Regions from separate parts of the Sus scrofa genome. Here region 2 is linked to region 1. A link is a contact called in public HiChIP or PLAC-seq data. All regions are on one chromosome and are shown on one strand. Each heading gives the region's core, a stretch centred on a gene start, on an enhancer-like site or on the middle of the called end of the contact. The rest is flanking DNA. Distances are from core to core; before and after follow the strand shown.

The links. HiChIP or PLAC-seq counts read pairs in DNA pulled down with a chosen protein or histone mark.
Region 2: a contact with region 1 is called in an H3K27ac HiChIP or PLAC-seq map of alveolar macrophages. The contact joins two enhancer-like sites. A contact is called at or near these places in 2 of 47 Hi-C or Micro-C datasets (embryonic fibroblasts and epiblast stem cells) and 1 of 2 datasets of contacts at active chromatin or transcription factors (alveolar macrophages).

Annotation. Positions count from the first base shown.
Region 1 is chr13:35,233,570-35,237,250 of Sscrofa11.1, reverse strand. All of the region lies in intron 6 of RFT1 (protein RFT1 homolog), which reads left to right. Among named protein-coding and RNA genes, the nearest start is that of RFT1, 22 kb to the left of the region's middle. Within about 2 kb of position 1,965, at least 12 of the 83 cell types and tissues checked have an H3K27ac peak or open chromatin away from gene starts, as enhancers often do. A contact at or near this core is called in alveolar macrophages, where this site is marked.
Region 2 is chr13:35,407,103-35,411,306 of Sscrofa11.1, reverse strand. The region is part of intron 6 of DCP1A (decapping mRNA 1A); the gene reads left to right. Among named protein-coding and RNA genes, the nearest start is that of TKT, 32 kb to the right of the region's middle. Within about 2 kb of position 2,741, at least 3 of the 83 cell types and tissues checked have an H3K27ac peak or open chromatin away from gene starts, as enhancers often do. A contact at or near this core is called in alveolar macrophages, where this site is marked.

The DNA.
Region 1 (3,681 bases), core at 716-3,215:
TCACTACACTGTGTGCCTAGTGTTAGCAAGATGGAAGCATGGAGAAAGAACTGATGAATTCCATCTATGAGTATCAAGGAAGGCTTCCTGGAGGTAGCTGCCTTTTTTTTTTTTTTGGTCTTTTTTTTAGGGCTCCACCCACTACATATGGAGGTTCCCAGGCTAGGGGTCTGAACAGAGCTGTAGCTTCTGACCTACACCATAGTCACAGCAACACCAGATCCAAGCTGCCTCTGCGACCTACACCACAGCTCACGGCAACACTGGATCCTTAACCCACTGAGCAAGGCCAGGGATCAAACATGCAACCTCATCGTTCCTAGTTGGATTCGTTTCCACTGTACCATGGCAGGAACTCCTGGAGGGAACTGCTTCTGAGCCAGGCCTTGACACATGAGTGGGTGGAGGTGAATGTGTACATGGGATGGAAATGAGCATTTGTGGCTGTGAGAAGGAAGAGCATTTGCTTAGGCCCTGTTATATGCCCTTCACTGTGTTGGACTTGGGATTGCAGTGGTGACTGGACACTTAAGGTGGCTGGACGTTTGGGCAGGGGAGAAGTGAAGAAACAAAAGGGGAAGGAGGTTATTTGGGCTGCTGAGCTACAGCCAAGTAATGATGTTCTCAGTGCTGTGGAGTGTAATTCAAGGGCAGTGGAGCCTAATGAAAGGTTTTTGAACAGTACCATGATCTAACTGCTTGTGTTGAGGAGCTTCCCATCTGCTACAGATTTATCATGTCTCATTTTGTCTCATTCAGTCCTTATACCAGCTTCAGGAGGTAGGACTTCTTATCCCATTTTGCAGTTGAGAAAACTGAAGCTTAGCAAAATTAAGTGTCTTGACCATGTCCTTCACACTCTGTAAATGAGGAGCTGTAGTTCGATCCCCTGTCTCTGTGCTGGACTCGAAAGCCTGAACCCTACCACAAGGAGGCTGGAAAAGGTTAGAAAAGGTTAGAAGTGAGGAAGAGCACAAGGAGGCAGTACCATGGTGATGAGGACAGTGGGCTGGTGGGTGAAAATGGGACCGTGGACAAAGCCAGGGCAATCGACAGCTCTGGAGTGAGAGGGAGAGGAAGGAGCACCGCTTAGGGTGTGGTGGTGATGGGAGAGCAGGGGGCAAGACCGTGGCCCCAGTGACTCTCATCAATGTGGTAAATATGCATCTGGTTGGACCATTCTGGGTCAGAAGCATTTAGGAAGTGAACGAGTGATTCAGGTTAAAGCACAGTGAGCCCCTGAGCTCCAGTTCCAGACCTTCTCCAGAGGTACTGCCCATCCCCTTTCCCCATCCATACCTCAGTTTCTCCATCAGTACAGGAAGGTAGTGGAATGGCTTGTGCATCAGGGGATCCTGAAGAAATTCACAGCCATGTAGACCAGCTCAGCAGTACCAACTTAGCTCTTGTGGAAGAGACAGCGTCTTTTGACCTTTCCAAATGACAGATCCATTCAGAACAGTAAAAGCCCAAAGAATGTGTTTCATTTTCTAGCACTTAGCAGATGCCTCTGAGAAGAAACCCAGCCTCCTGTCAGACTTCCTACCTCTTATGTCCTTATTGAGCATTTTGGAGTTAGTGAGCAGGGTGGCCATTCCTTCCAAACCATGGGTCTGATTAAATTGGAGGCACTAGGAGAAAGGAATGCTCAAGTATGAGCTTTCAGATCAGATATCCTGTCATGATTTCATTCTCCTAGAGAACTTTTTTTTTTTTTTAAGGAGCTCGGTCACATTTCCAAACCAGTTCACAACCTACTGGCATGTAGGCTTCACAACAGCCTTGTTGGCCCACCATAACTGTTCATTTCCTTTAGAAAGAGCATGGTTACTTTTCAGACCTACCCCACCCCTCAGAGGACCACCTGGCATGGAACGGGCAGTGTGAGAGAGGGAAGATGCTGTGTTCTGGCTCCCCCCAAAGCCAGCTATGGGCAGGATCAGTGTATGAGGATGATATGGTTCACAGTGCCCCCTAGTGGTGTAGGGAGGTCCAGCGCTCTTTGTTCTGGAAAAAGGAAATGTCCAGTTTCCTTCTGACTGGGGAAAATTTGCTCCTGGACTAGAGCTACCCCCGGCATCGGCTCCAGGTCCAGTGATGTGTTGAAGGCAGTGTGGTTTGGGAAGAAGGTTCAGAACTTTCCTCCAAATCTGGCAGAAAGGTTCTGAAACCAAGGGGTGAGAAGATTTGGGGACTGGAAACGACCCTTGCTTTCAAGGGTACTCTAGACTTGCCCTGTCCTAAACGGTACACACCAGCCACATGTGGCTACAGAGCATTTGGAATTGAGATGAGCTGTAAGTGCACTCAATACACACAGGATTTCAAAGAATTAATATAGAAAAATAATGTGGGGAGTTCCCGTCGTGGCGTAGTGGTTAATGAATCCGACTAGGAACCATGAGGTTGCGGGTTCGGTCCCTGCCCTTGCTCAGTGGGTTAACGATCTGGCATTGCCGTGAGCTGTGGTGTAGGTTGCAGATGCGGCTCGGATCCCGCGTTGCTGTGGCTCTGGCGTAGGCCGGTGGCTACAGCTCCGATTCGACCCCTAGCCTGGGAACCTCCATATGCCGCGGGAGCGGCCCAAGAAATAGCAACAATAACAACAACAACAATAACAAAAAGACAAAAAAGACAAAAAAAAAAAAAAAGAAAAAGAATGTGAAATTCTTCCAGTATTTCTTTTCATGTTACAATGATAATATTTGAGGTTAAATCAAGTATATTAAAATTAATGTTACCCGAAGTTCCCGTCGTGGCTCAGTGGTTAACGAATCCGACTAGGAACCATGAGGTTGCAGGTTCGATCCCTGGCCTTGCTCAGTGGGTTAAGGATCCAGCGTTGCTGTGAGCTGTGGTGTAGGTTGCAGATGCGGCTCGGATCCCACATTGCTATGACTCTGTCATAGGCTGGGCGGCTATAGCTCCGATTCGACCCCTAACCTGGGAACTTCCATGTGCCCCAGGAGCGGCCCAAGAAATGGCAAAAAAGAAGAAAAAATTAAATTAAATTAATTTTACCTGTTTCTTTTTACTGTTCATTGTAGGCTGCTAGAAAATTTAAAATTATGTATGTGGCCTGATTATATTTCTACTGAATAGCATTGCTCTGAACAGATGGGCTTTGGGCCAAGAGCAGGGGCCCATGTGACTAGGACAGGTTCCAGGCCTGGCCTTGGACCACCTTCCATAGGTAAAGTCGACCTTTTGGAGAGGTGGGATGAGCTTGGCCCAGTGATTCATTCTTTCCTCCTAAAGAACCCCCTGAAATCACATCTTTCAAAAGTCATCACTGAGTTAATAAGAATATTTCAAAATGCAAGTATCCTGAGATTAAGAACCTAACACCTGGAGTTCCCTTTGTGGCTCAGCGGTTAATGAACCTGACCAGGAAACGTGAGGTTGCGGGTTCGATCCCTGGCCTCGCTCTCAGTGGGTTAAGGATCTGGCGTTGCTGTGAGCAGTGGTATAGGTCGCAGATGCAGCTGGGATCTGATGTTGCTGTGGCTGTGGTGTAGGCCAGCAGCTGCAGCTCTGATTCGCCCCCTAGCCTGGGAACCTCTGTATGCCGTGAGTGTGGCCCTAAAAAGCAAAAAGCAAAAAAAAAAACCAAAAAACAAAAAAACAAAAACTAACACCTAAACTGAATATTCTGGAATCCCAGGATGCCTTCATGATCGA
Region 2 (4,204 bases), core at 1,492-3,991, 170 kb before region 1:
CTCTGACCGCCCCGGATTTGTTTTGTTTTGTTTCTTTGTTTTTGTTTTTGCTTTTTGTCTTTTTAGAGCTGCACCCACGGCAAATGGAAGTTCCTAGCTAGGGCTTGAATCAGAGCTGCAGCTGCCAGCCTACACCACAGCCACAGCAACTTGGGATCCGAGCCACATCTGTGACCTACGCACAGCTCATAGCAACACCGGATCCTTAACCCACTCAGCAAGACAAGGGATCAAACCTGCATCTTCATGGATGTGAGTTGGGTTCATTACCACTGAGCCACAATGGGAACTCCACCACCCTGTTTTAAATAGGACTCCTCCCCTGCCCCTGTCCTGCTGTGCTTTATTTTCTCCCAGTTAACAAGGTGTATGGTTTTCTTATTTATTCATTGTGTGTCTCCTCCCCACCAAAATGTAAACTCCATGGGGGCATACAGTTTTATCTGCCGTGTTCATTGCTATATCCTCAGCCTCTAGCACTGTAAATATTTGTTGAATGAATTACTTCCCTTTATGACTGATGGCTTGATAAATGAACAAATATCAAGTAAAAAATATAGTTCTTTTATTAAACTTTTTACTTTGAGATAATTATAGATCCATACACAACTATAAGAAATGATACAGAAGATCCATGTCCCCTTTACCCATTTATTGCATTGATAACAGCTTGCAAAATGTAGTACACTATCACAACCAGGATCTTGACACAATATACCCATCTCATTCATATTTCCTTACTTTTATTCATACTCATTTGTGTGTGTATGTGCATGTGTGTACTTAGTTCTGTGCAATTTTTTCTTATGTAGAGCTTTGTGTATCTACCACCACAGGCAAGATGTAGTAGATCCACACAAGGATTCTTGATTGCCCTTTGATTATCACACTGACTTACATGTCGCACCCTCCCAGCCTTCCCCCTTCCCATCCCTAGCCCCCAGCAGTGACTAATCTGTCTCCAGCTCTATAATGTTGTTGCTTCAAGAAGTTTCTGTAAATGGGAGTTCCCATTGTGGCTCAGCTGGTTACAAACCCTACTAGTATCCATGAGGATATAGGTTCGATCCCTGGCCCTGCTCAGTGGGTTAAGGATCCAGCACTGTCATGAGCTGTGGTGTAAGTCATAAATGTGGCTCAGATCCCACGTTGCCGTGGCTGTGGCATAGGGTGGCAGCTGCAGCTCCGATTAGACCCCTAGCCTGCGAACTTCCATATGCCACAGGTACAACCCTAAAAAGAAAAAGAAGAATTTTCTATAAATGGAATCATACAATATATAAACTTCTGGGGTTGTCTTTCTTCATACAGCACAACTCCTGAAGATTCATTGAAATTGTTGTGTATATCAATAATTCCCTTTCACTGCTGGGTGTAATTTACATTTTTAACCATTTTCCTGTTAAGGGACATCTGGATTGTTTTAAGTTTAGGGCTGTTATTAATAAAACTTCCATGAACATTTGTATGTATGTTTTTGTATATAAATTTTTTTTCTCTGAAATAAATGCCCAAGAGTGTAAATGTTGGGTAATTTGGTAATTGCATGTTTTAATTTAGTAAAAAACTGCCATATTGTTTTCCAGAGAGGCTGTACTATTTTACATTCCCATGAACAATGTATCCATCATCTTTTTTAGGTGTGTAGATGATGGTTAATTTAAAACAGATTTTTGTATACTATATACCTTTGCTCCATTTTACCGTGCTTGGAGTTAGGATCCTGAAGGCCAAACATATATTAAAAGCAGTGCTATGTAAAATTTAATTTTACAAAAATAGATGTTAAGAGAGGCAGGGAAGGAGCAGAGTCTCCAGATTCCTTCTGGTCTGGTTTATTAGCCATGACTGTCCAGTGAGCCAGTCACTTCCTGTTTTCTTTCTGTTTTTTTTTTTTAAGGTCCACACCAGTGGCATATGGAGGTTCCCAGGCTAGGGGTCCAATTGGAGCTATAGCCACCAGCCTACACCACAGCCACACAATGCCAGCCACAACAAGCCCAGCCAGGTCTGCAACCTATACCACAGCTCACAGCAACACCAGATCCTTAATCCACTGAGCGAGGCCAGGGATCAAACCTGCATCCTATGGATGCTAGTCAGATTCATTTCTGCTGAGCCACGACTGGAACTCCATCTTTCTTTTTTTTTTTTTTTAATTAATTTTTATTATATATTGGAGCATAGTTGATTTACAATTGTGTCTTAGTTTCAGATGTACAACAAAGTGATTTAGTTATACATATATCCCTTTCCTTTCTGAATCATGGGATTAAGGATTCTTGCACTGCCTAACTCACAGACTAACTGTAAGACCCAAATGAAAAAAATGGACCCTTAGAGTTACATTGTGGTTCAGCAGTAATGAACCTGACTAGGAGGACACGGGTTTGATCCCTGGCTTTGCTCAGTGGGTCAAGGATCCAGTGTTGCCGTGAGCTGTGGTGTACGTCGTCGCAGATGAGGCTCACATCTGGTGTTGCTGTGGCTGTGGTGTAGGCTGGCACCTGTAGCTCCAATTCAGTCCCTAGCCTGGGAACTTCCATATGCCATGGGTGTGGCCCTAAAAAAAAAAAAGGAAGGAAGGAAAGAAATGGGCCTCCTAAAACTCCATTTTATAGGCCACAGTGGCAGCATTTTGTAAACTATTGAGATCTGGATACTATCAAAGCCCCATGATTGACGAAAATTAGCTTAAATCCATAATCAGCCCTATGCAAAGATAGTTCATTGGTGTAGTAGTACTGCCATCTAGTGCTGAGAAAAAAAAATGCTCTTGAGCTTTAATAGTATTAAATTTTACTTGTTCCATAATTAACTTATTGTTAAACTTCCCTTGGGACTGTTTTCCTAGATTTTTTTTTTTGGTATTGTTTTTTTGGTCCCTGTGGTTAAGAATAATCATACCTTCTAGTGTTCCCAGGGCACTCCCAGGTAAGAAATCTGACATGTACACAATAAACTTAAACAGAAATATTAGATTCTGGAGTTCCCATCATGGCTAAGCAGAAATGAATCCAACTAGGAACCATGAGGTTGTGGGTTCAATCCCTGGCCTTGCTCAGTGGGTTAAGGATCCGGCATTGCCGTGAGCTGTGGTGTAGGTCGCAGATGCAGCTCAGATCTGATATTGCTGTAGCTGTGGTGTAGGCCGACGGTTACAGCTCTGATTGGACCCCTAGTCTGGGAACCTCCGTATGTCATGTGAGGCCCTAAAAAGACAAATATATATACAAGCTTCTCTAAACAGCAAAATAGGGTGAGGAAGGAACAATGGTCTGCTATAATTTATAAGAATTTTTTTGAGTACCATACATGCTGTCACTTAGTAAATTCTGTTTCCCAAGGGAATGGTCAGACTAAAACTAGGTTTAAGTGAGGCATTGCAGAGCTCAGAATCTAGACTTTAAGCTTATTCAGACATGAATCAAGAATAAAATTTCACCTTTTCCACAGATGAGGGATGATGAATCCATGAATAAAAAGCCCAGCTCCTAGAGGAATGCAGCCAGTTTTTCTTGTCAGAAGCAGAGAAGCATAGAGAGGGTCCTTTCCAAGTCAGATTATATAGAGCTTTAGGGAGCTTACATGGAGGCACGTGCTATGCTCACTCACCCTCCTTTGACTGATTCAGCCATTTACCTATTTCCAAAAATTGGTCCATTTTGACCTGTGTCCACTTCTTAGTCCTTTGAGCCATAGTTGTACCTCTGTTTCCCAGAGGATTATATCACCATTCAGTTGATTAAGTAACCTGTAATCTGCTCAGTGGACATCTCAGTGCAGTGCAATAGTGATTAAGAATGTGAAGTGTCTTGTTAGAACTAGGTTGGAGTCTGGTTCTGTTGTTGTACTTGAGCATCATCTATAAAATGGCAATAATAATAGTACTCTGACACCCATCCCACACACCCTATTCCAGAGAAGGTCTGAGAATCTGTGTCTGGCCTGGCAGAAGTTGCAGGGAGGCAGCATGGAGAAATCTGGAAACTGTCTGCTTCATTTGCAGTCAGGGTGCAGCGTTCTACCATATAGTTTCCTTTTTTTAATATGAAGTAGATTTTAAGCCATTAGAAATACCTGTTTTTAAATATAAGTGTAGAAACATTTCACATGTAAATGTGGATAATTTTACTTATTCAAAAGTTGATTTGTGGGAGTTCCCTTTGTGGTGCAGCAGAAACTAATCTGACTAGTAACCATG